Regions from separate parts of the Capsicum annuum genome. Here region 1 is linked to region 2. Evidence: chromatin contacts called from public Hi-C data. All regions are on one chromosome and are shown on one strand. The core of a region is the stretch at or near the end of the contact, and the rest is flanking DNA. Distances in the headings are between cores, read along the strand shown.

Region 1 (4,477 bases), core at 996-3,495, 190 kb after region 2:
CGAAATTTTCAGTTTAAAATTCTAGTTGAAGGAAATTCAAATATTGCAATACAAACAAAAAGCAGCTTTTTAAAAGCTAGCTTACCTGTCCTTAACACTGCAACATGGCTCCATAATCTCAAGTTTAGCAGCAATATTTGCAACACAACCCTTAACAATGGTGTTAAGGTAAACCATTGGTGTGTTCCCAATAAGCTGTCAAATGATAAAACAAAATCAGCATAATAATATGAAGAACAAGTAGAGTAGACATCAGAATAGAGAGGGGAAGGAGATATCAACTCGACTATGAATCTTTTCCACTAATGTTTCATACAGTAAAGAGTAGGAAATATTATAACGGTCTAAAGCTAAGTATACCCATATACTATCATCAAAGAAATGTCAAAACTTCATTCAAAACAGTATGTACCTTAATAATCAAAGAAGCCTAACTTTTTCTTATATATTCATGTGACAAAGCTAGAAACGGACAATAGAACATAGGAAATAATGCAACAGCAACATCAAAAAACCCGTGACTGCAGGAGAAATAGAGGAAGTAAACTATCCACCAGTACACAAATAACTGCAATAAACTAAAATTAATGCCAATTAAAAAACCGGACATTCAATAAAGTAAGTGCTACTGACCCTCTCCTCTCCTAAAAGGAGGAAAAGGGCTAAAAACTGGAAACCTATAAAGCCATTTCGGCATATCATAGTTAAACAGAACTTGACCCAAAACAAATTAAGAGTTTACCCTCGAGCGTATTCCATATGACTCTTGGAAAATGTTTTCCTTGCTAAAATCATTTTTCAATGTTTCACTTGAATTGTGTAAATACCAAAAAAAAAAATTGAATAACAGAAATGTCCTCTAAAAGCAACAAAAACAACATACCAAGTATATTCCCACAAAATGGGGTGTGGGGAAGGTAAGTGTACGCAATCCATACCACTACCTCAGATGTGATATAGAGAGGTTGTTTCCAATAGAATGCTTGCGATTTGAACTTGGAACCTCGAGGTGAGTTTTGAACCCCTAACCAGTAAACCAATATCTACTCTTGGAAATGTCCTCTAAAATGGAAAAATAATTTCCATCACTTATAAACAGAAGTAATTCTCCTTAACAAATATTTCACGTCTTACTCCTTATCATTTGCTTCATGCAACACATCATTGTTAATCTTTAATATCGAAAATTCCAACATTATCACTATACACTTACTCTACTCCCTGTACTGTTTCCATACTAACTTCAGCACCCGACCAAACACACTACAATAAAGCAGAAAATGATTTTTCAGCATAAAATATCTCCATGGAAGACAATTCCTTCGAACCAAAATCACACCTTTATAGCAAGAACGGTAACCTTGAATTAGAAATCAACTCAAATTCACCAAGTCAAGACAAACAAGTACAAAACCCAATTCATATATATCCCCAACAGAATCAAATCATCAAGCACCCTAAGATAACAAGTACTCCCTCCGTCCTAATTTATGTGGGACTTCTTAGATTTCAAGATTGAAATAATCACAGCAACTTTTTCATTTATCTTTTAAATATTCTGAATTGTCAATCATTGTGACTTACTGACTTATAGTACTTTCTACCTAGTTTCCGAATACAAATTTTGTTTCTAGAAAAATTGAAAATTTTGTGTCTAAATTCACCGTCAAAATTAAAATGTTAAGACTATCAAAATCCGAATTATGCTACATAAATTAAGACAAGAGGGAGAGGAGGTAACAACAGAAAGGTCGTGGCCTAGTGGTGGTCAATGAACTTGGTTAAGAACCATGAGGCCTCAGGTTCAAATCCCAAAAACATAAGGTAATTTCCTATTTATCCTCAGGCTTGATAGACAAAGTTATCTGGTACTATCATGTGAAATTAGTGGCAGCGCGCACAATCTGGGGAAGACACCACCATAATCAAAACAAAAAGTAACAACAAAAAAGTTACAAAAAGGGTTTCAAGTCCTTAACATTCAAGAACATAAAGCGACCCAGACAAGAATTAAACAATAAAATCACCTGTGTAACATCTTCAGCAATGTTAAGGCCTTCAATTTCTGTAGGTGATTTCGTTTGCACAGACACTGCTTTGCAAACAACAGAAGGGAAACCAACTTTTCTGTTGACGTTGTCAAACACCAATGACTGCTGAGACCTTAAAGAGCAAATTCTATTAGGTTCACATTTGTTGGTGTTGCAGCAGAGAGAAGTGAAGGGATTGTTGATGATAGATGCCATTGCTATTTTCCTATCTCTATCTTCCCTCTTTCTTAGGGATAAATACTAAAATATGTACTACACAAAAATGTGACTGCTGTTAATAAGTGAATTATTAATATTATTTATTGATGTTTTAAAATAAATAATTATTAAAGATTTTCCTCAAATATTTTATACAGTATATGCCGTGCACATAAATAATTTTTCCATTATTAAGTCGTATGCATGGTATATTGGTGTCAACACTATTTTAATAGGATGGTTTGGTAAAGTGCACAAGAATAATATAAAATGTAATATATTAATAATATTTGTATTAATAATATTTATATTAGCTATATTTATATTAGTTATGTTTATATTTTTTTTATACAATATTTAATTTGATTTATCAAAAATAACATGAATTACATAATTTTTAAAACAAAATAATTTTTTTACATAATACCCTCAATGTATATATTAAAGAGGATGTAGAAATTTTTTTTAGTTATACATAGCGTAAAACGATATACCAAATAAGGTACTACTAATATACATTAAACTAAGAGATAATACATCAAAACCCCCTAAATTTGTCCACTCAACTCACTTTAGCACTTAAACTAAACTTCTATTTATTTACCTCCCTTAACATCTTTAAAGTGAATTAATTTCAACTCTAATACTGACGTGACATTTTATATATATATATATTTAAAGAAAAAGAATAAAAAAAATTCTTCTAAAAAATTCTTCTTCTTCTTTACCCATCCCACCCCCAAAACCGCCAACAGCCCCCCACCCCGCACAACTTCTTCTTCGCCAAATCCACTACCTACACCCCACCCCATTTCTCCTCCAATTACGAAAGTTGTCACCCCCTCACCTTTAATTTCTCCTCGTTCAACCCCTTAGATCAATAAAAAAAAGAGTGAAATTGAATTTGAAAATTAAAAAAATCTACATGGTTTGGATGTTTGGTTGTTGATTTTAGAGAATTTTATATCGATTTGATCGAATTTTTCAAGTGGATTGAGTTTTTTGTCACTATTTTATGATATTTTTTCGATGGTGGTAATTAAATTTTTCAAATGGGTTGAGTTTTCCGACGAAAATTCGTCGAAAAATCTGGCAGGTGTGGTTGTATAGAGGTGGATGGGGGTGTTTTTACGTGTGGCAGTGTAGAGGTGGATGGGGTGTGTATGCAGGTGTGGGGGTAGACGGGGGAGGGGAAGGAGGGGTGGGTGGTTACGAAGAAGATAGAAAATGGGGGGGGGGGTATTTTTTAATTTAAAATATTTTATATATATTTAAAAATATGTATATATATATATATATATAAAATATATTTATATATTTATTATGTATATAAAAAATAAATTAAAAAATACTTTATTTACGTGGCTCTAGCGTGTCACTGACGTGTTAGCGAGTGTGATGCACTCTCCGTTATGAGAGTGATATTATATATTAAGGAGTGAAATTAATTCACTTTAAAGATGTTAAGGGGGTAAATAAATAGAAGGTTAGTTTAAGTGTTAAGGTAAGTTGGGTAGACAAGTTTGAGGGGTTTTGATGTATTATCTCTTAAACTAATGCATGCATTAACTTTTCAAAGCACTCTACCAAACGACCCCATAGAGTATTAGTCTAACCGCATGTGCCTCGCACGTGTAGTGTTGATTATCTAAAATTAAATAATTTTATTTATTATAGAGATTTTTAATGAAGTATAAAAAGTTCAAATCACTTTTCAAAGATCCTTTGCACTTTAATATAACAATATAAACATAAACATATATTTTAGTGTAAATACATATATATTTTTACTATCAAAAGTTTCAAGTGATTGATGGATCATCACTTTTGTGTTCGTAGTGCATTACCCCTTTCCCTTGTTGTTAGAGGCTAAGAGTGACGCATCGATTTGAACCATATTTGTGATACGATTATTGTTTTCTATATTTAAAATCTTTCCATGCTTTTAAAATCAAATCTTTCAAAATCATTGATTACACAGTACTTAAAACTTAAAAAATTGATATTCCTTAATTTTTTTTATTCTAACACTTTTATATTTATATTCATAGAGTTTTCAAATCTTCTAAAAATCAAATTTAGTTTATTTAGAATTCTTAAACTAATGAAAAAAGTATTGGTTGTTATCAATTTTGATGACTTCTATTAAAGAAAGATTTTACCATAAATATATTTAAATAATTTTCAACTCTTAAATATTAAGAAAAATAGTGAAAAGGTGATTTTAT
Region 2 (4,251 bases), core at 1,632-4,131:
GCCAGCAGAAGCACATAATCAGGTATCTACTGTAAATAGTTAGTATCCTAATCCTGGTTTTTGGGGCATCTGAGGGTTGAGTAATTACTGGTAATTTACTTCAGTTCCTATTGGCATTATGATTCTTTTTCCAGGTTGTTGAAGTAAATGTCGAAGTTGAAGAACCAGGGAAGGAAAATGTTCACAATAATGCATTCTATGCTCAAGAAACATTGCTTAGGTCTGAATTGCAAGCAATGCGCGACTGTGATCCATTCTCTGCTCGTCATTGGATAGTAAGAGTCTTTACCTAATGTACTATCCTTTATTTAGTTTTTATCTCACATTATGAGAACAGTATAATCCTGCTTCTGTAGACCTGTTTTTGAATAATTTGTTTCTTAAGTTATGTTGCTCCGGTCCACCAACAATGCTGCTTCATTCATGCGGAATCCTCCAAAAATGCATTATTTTTGGAGAATGTGACATCGGCGCCTCTGACATTTTTGGAGTATCCAAGTAAAATAATCTTAAGACCTGTTTGTGTTACATAAATTTTATTATGAACTTTCTATTTTTTTAGGTTAGAAACACCAGAACAGTTAATAGAACTGGACAGCTAACAGGATACAAGCTGGTACCTGGTCCAAACTGTTTGCCATTGGCTGGTCCTGAGGCAAAATTTTTAAGAAGGGCTGCATTTCTGAAGCACAATCTATGGGTTACACAATATGCACCTGGAGAAGATTTTCCAGGAGGAGAGTTCCCTAATCAAAATCCCCGTGCTGGCGAAGGATTAGCTTCTTGGGTCAAGCAAGACCGTCCTCTGGAAGAAAGTGATGTTGTTCTCTGGTTAGTTTTCTTGACAACAAGTGATCCTAGCGTTTCATAATTGAAATAGCCTGCAAACTTCACAAGTTTTGACCAACTATGTTTATTGCAGGTACATTTTTGGAATCACGCACATTCCTCGCTTGGAAGACTGGCCTGTTATGCCAGTGGAACACATTGGTTTTATGCTTCAGGTCTCTGAGAATTTTATCTTTAATGATTTTTAATCTTTATATTTCTCATCTAGATCTAGTGTTTTGTTGGTTAATTTAAACTAATCTATCAAAGAGCTAATGATATATGTTGCCATATATTGTTCTATCATTAAATTCCTGTACTTGTTGATGTTTGAACTCAATACTCGAGTAAAACATTACCTTAAAGGAGAAAGAATATGCAAGAATAATACTAGTGTAGATGCATCCTTAACAGCATAGATGCATCGCATAGTAAGAACTAAGAACAAAGTTCAGCATTAGTATTTGTTGCTCTAAACAATGAAGAACGTGGATTCTTACAAAATGCACAAAATCTTTAATGGTTTTTATCGGCTCGGTTTGAGCCATGATGCTATGCTTCAGTACTTGAGCTGGCCTGTGCATATACAATTTTGGTTCCTTTGTCCTTGCCTTTCCAGATTTACGCATTGCTTATTTCCAGTTTGTTGGTGCAGCCACATGGATTCTTTAACTGCTCTCCAGCCGTTGATGTCCCTCCGCCTCTTGGATGTGACTTAGAAAGCAGAGACAGTGATGTCACAGAAAATAGTGTAGCAAAGCACACTCCCACTGGTTTGATGGCTAAGCTTTGAAAGAATTTTTCATATGACATGAGCCTCCCTCTCTTATTACTGCACCAACGGATATACAGAAAATAAAACTTCATTTTTCTTTTGATGGAGTATTGAATTAGTAGGTGCAGGGACATGGGATATTACTAGTCTAGTATATGGCATGTTTAAGCAAAGAAAGCCATGTTTTGTATTAATCTTGAACAATGTCACAAGAAAAACTAATAAAAGCCGGTCTTGGAGCAACTATCGGTCTTTGCATTCATCTGTACTATGTACTATATATGACCCCTTCACAAGCAAGGCTATTTTGTATACTGTGTGACACATGACCGTTAAACATATACTTTTTTCATGTCTTCTTAATAGCAGACTTGAAGTCTAATTTTCTGTAAAAGACTCAGATGAAATCATGAACAACGCAGGTGATTAAAGCTAAAGATTGGATCAAATTGGGTACATTATAAAATCGGAAAAGGGTCAAATATGGTTGTGTAGTTAGTTGTGTACGATCTAAACAAAGGCAGATAAATTATAACGGTGCAATCTAATTGTTGCAATTGGAATGCCCCAAGTTATATTACTTGTGGAAGTTTTAACCAATATGAATTACAATTAAATAGAAACACAAAAATAGTTTATGTTCTTTCTCTTTCCCTAATTTTCTAGTTTTGATTTGCCAGTAATGTCAAGAACAAATCGGAACCTAGCATCATTCTTTTCAAGTCTATTAAATGCTTCATTAGTTTTATCAGTTGATACAATTTCAATGTCACTCAAAATGTCTTGTTCTCCACAGAAGTCCATTCTTGAATCTCTTTTATGCTTCCTATGATGCTTCCCTTCACCGTTCTCTTCCCTATACATTGATCATCAAAACATTTTATTATTGAATTAGCTAATAAAGAAACTATAAAACAATCAAATACCCAATGTAATTCCACAAGTGAGGTTTGGGAAGGGTAAGATATATAAAGACCTTACATTTATCTTTAGTGGGAAAAAGGGATTGTTTCTAATAGACTCTCGACTCAAAAAAAGCAAGAAAGTAAGAAAGAAAAAGTGAGAACAAGATAACATTGCACACAACAAGTACTGTAACTTAGATATTAATACACATTGATGAGAAAAAAAAGAGAGGGAAAGAAAGAGAAAAGACTATGTGGTACCTAAATCATACTACTAGAAGTAGAAAACACTTGACTAACTCACTACGCTAGTCCTTGGCCTCCGTGTCTTACTATTGAGGATTAGGGGAAGTAAATAAATAAGTAAAAGGTTAATTAGTGTAACACGTACCATATATCAAGGGCAATATCGGAAAGTCCAAAGGCTTAGAAGGTGCACCCACCTTTGCTAGGGTTCCGTTTACCTTGAGCAACTCCAAGTAAGGCCCAATGGGGTGCTTTGTTGACACAGTGTCCACAATAAAGTCGAGGCTTCTCTTCCTCATCTATGAATAAAAACATTAGTTCTTTTTGTTCTCGTTTCTTTTTGTAGATTGTCAATATTGAGTACTTCATGTATAATAATAACATATTCAATATATTCCGATAAAATTAAATTGGGGAGAGTAAAATGTACGAAGATCTTACCTTTATATCAGGTAGAGAGGTGTATCACCCTCGACAGCATTGAGTACTTAGCTTCATGTAGTTTTGAAAAATAATAAATTAAAAATAGATTTCGTATTGTATTGTATTTATTTATTTATGTTTTAGAAATCTTACACCCACAATTGGTATGTTATTTTATTAAGTGGCATTTTATTAAACAATTAATCTCTAATTCAGTACTAGCCTCCAGAATGATATCATGCAACTCATTCATCATTTATTTCATGTAAAATCTAAATTATTCTATCTTTTTTCTTTAACTTTATGTAAAACATTTTATGTGACTACTTTCTTTTTAACTTTTTTCCCAAAAAACAAATTACAAGTTTTCATATTTGGAATAGTTTGACTTACAATTAACCTTTAATGACATTTTTTATAGTAATAAGAATGACGTCATAATGATGCTTTTATGATCATAAGTTTTAAAAGTTTTATTTCTTAAACTTTGTTATATAGTAAAACACCATCACATAACTAAATTGAAAAGGATAGAGTAGGAACTCTTTTTCAAAGATGGTCTTTTTTTCCCTGTAACTTGAGAAAAAGTTACTATCAATCATGCATATCAGGTTTATACATGATCTTCATATACGAGATTTAATTATATGAAACTATGAAATTTTAAGAAAGAGAAGAGACACTAATTACCTTCATTTCGTCCTCATTGGAGGTTAAAACAAAATCATCTGCACCTTATAGCTCCTTTGCATCTTTCTCTTTGGATGGAGAGGTGCTAAGCATAGTTACATGGTGCCCATACGCTTTGCCAAACTTTATAGCCAGATGGCCCAAACCTCCTAAACCAGCCACACCTATTCTCTTCCCTGATGTTTCTAACAAGTAGCTATCTTTCATAGGAGTGTACACTGTAATCCCAGCTCCTAATAGTGGTGCTGCTCTATCCAAAGGTAGGTTGTCTGGCATATGTATTACATATCTAAATCACCATAAATGTAACAACTTTAGATTTATAAAATCAAGAAAAATTTGAGGAATTGGGAAGAGGGAGATTTAATAGGACAAATCACCACC

What was found. A called contact is a pair of places that touch in the nucleus more often than the background predicts.
Region 1: a contact with region 2 is called in a Hi-C map of placenta, with 2.7 times the contacts expected there. The contact joins the promoter of LOC107855629 here to the enhancer-like site in region 2. A contact is called at or near these places in 2 of 5 Hi-C or Micro-C datasets (leaf and placenta).

What each region holds. Positions count from the first base shown.
Region 1 is chr1:221,266,465-221,270,941 of UCD10Xv1.1, forward strand. It overlaps LOC107855629 (cysteine synthase, chloroplastic/chromoplastic), which reads right to left and starts at 2,246. Exons shown (of 10, transcript NM_001324721.1): 1 at 2,028-2,246; 2 at 86-195. The coding sequence starts at 2,246.
Region 2 is chr1:221,079,795-221,084,045 of UCD10Xv1.1, forward strand. It overlaps LOC107854966 (copper methylamine oxidase), which reads left to right. Exons shown (of 12, transcript XM_047409026.1): 8 at 1-22; 9 at 135-275; 10 at 563-831; 11 at 923-1,004; 12 at 1,484-1,846. The coding sequence ends at 1,621. It also overlaps the pseudogene LOC124898821. Among protein-coding and RNA genes, the nearest start is that of LOC107854966, 17 kb to the left of the region's middle. Within about 2 kb of position 2,882, at least 4 of the 5 cell types and tissues checked have an H3K27ac peak or open chromatin away from gene starts, as enhancers often do. A contact at or near this core is called in leaf, where this site is marked.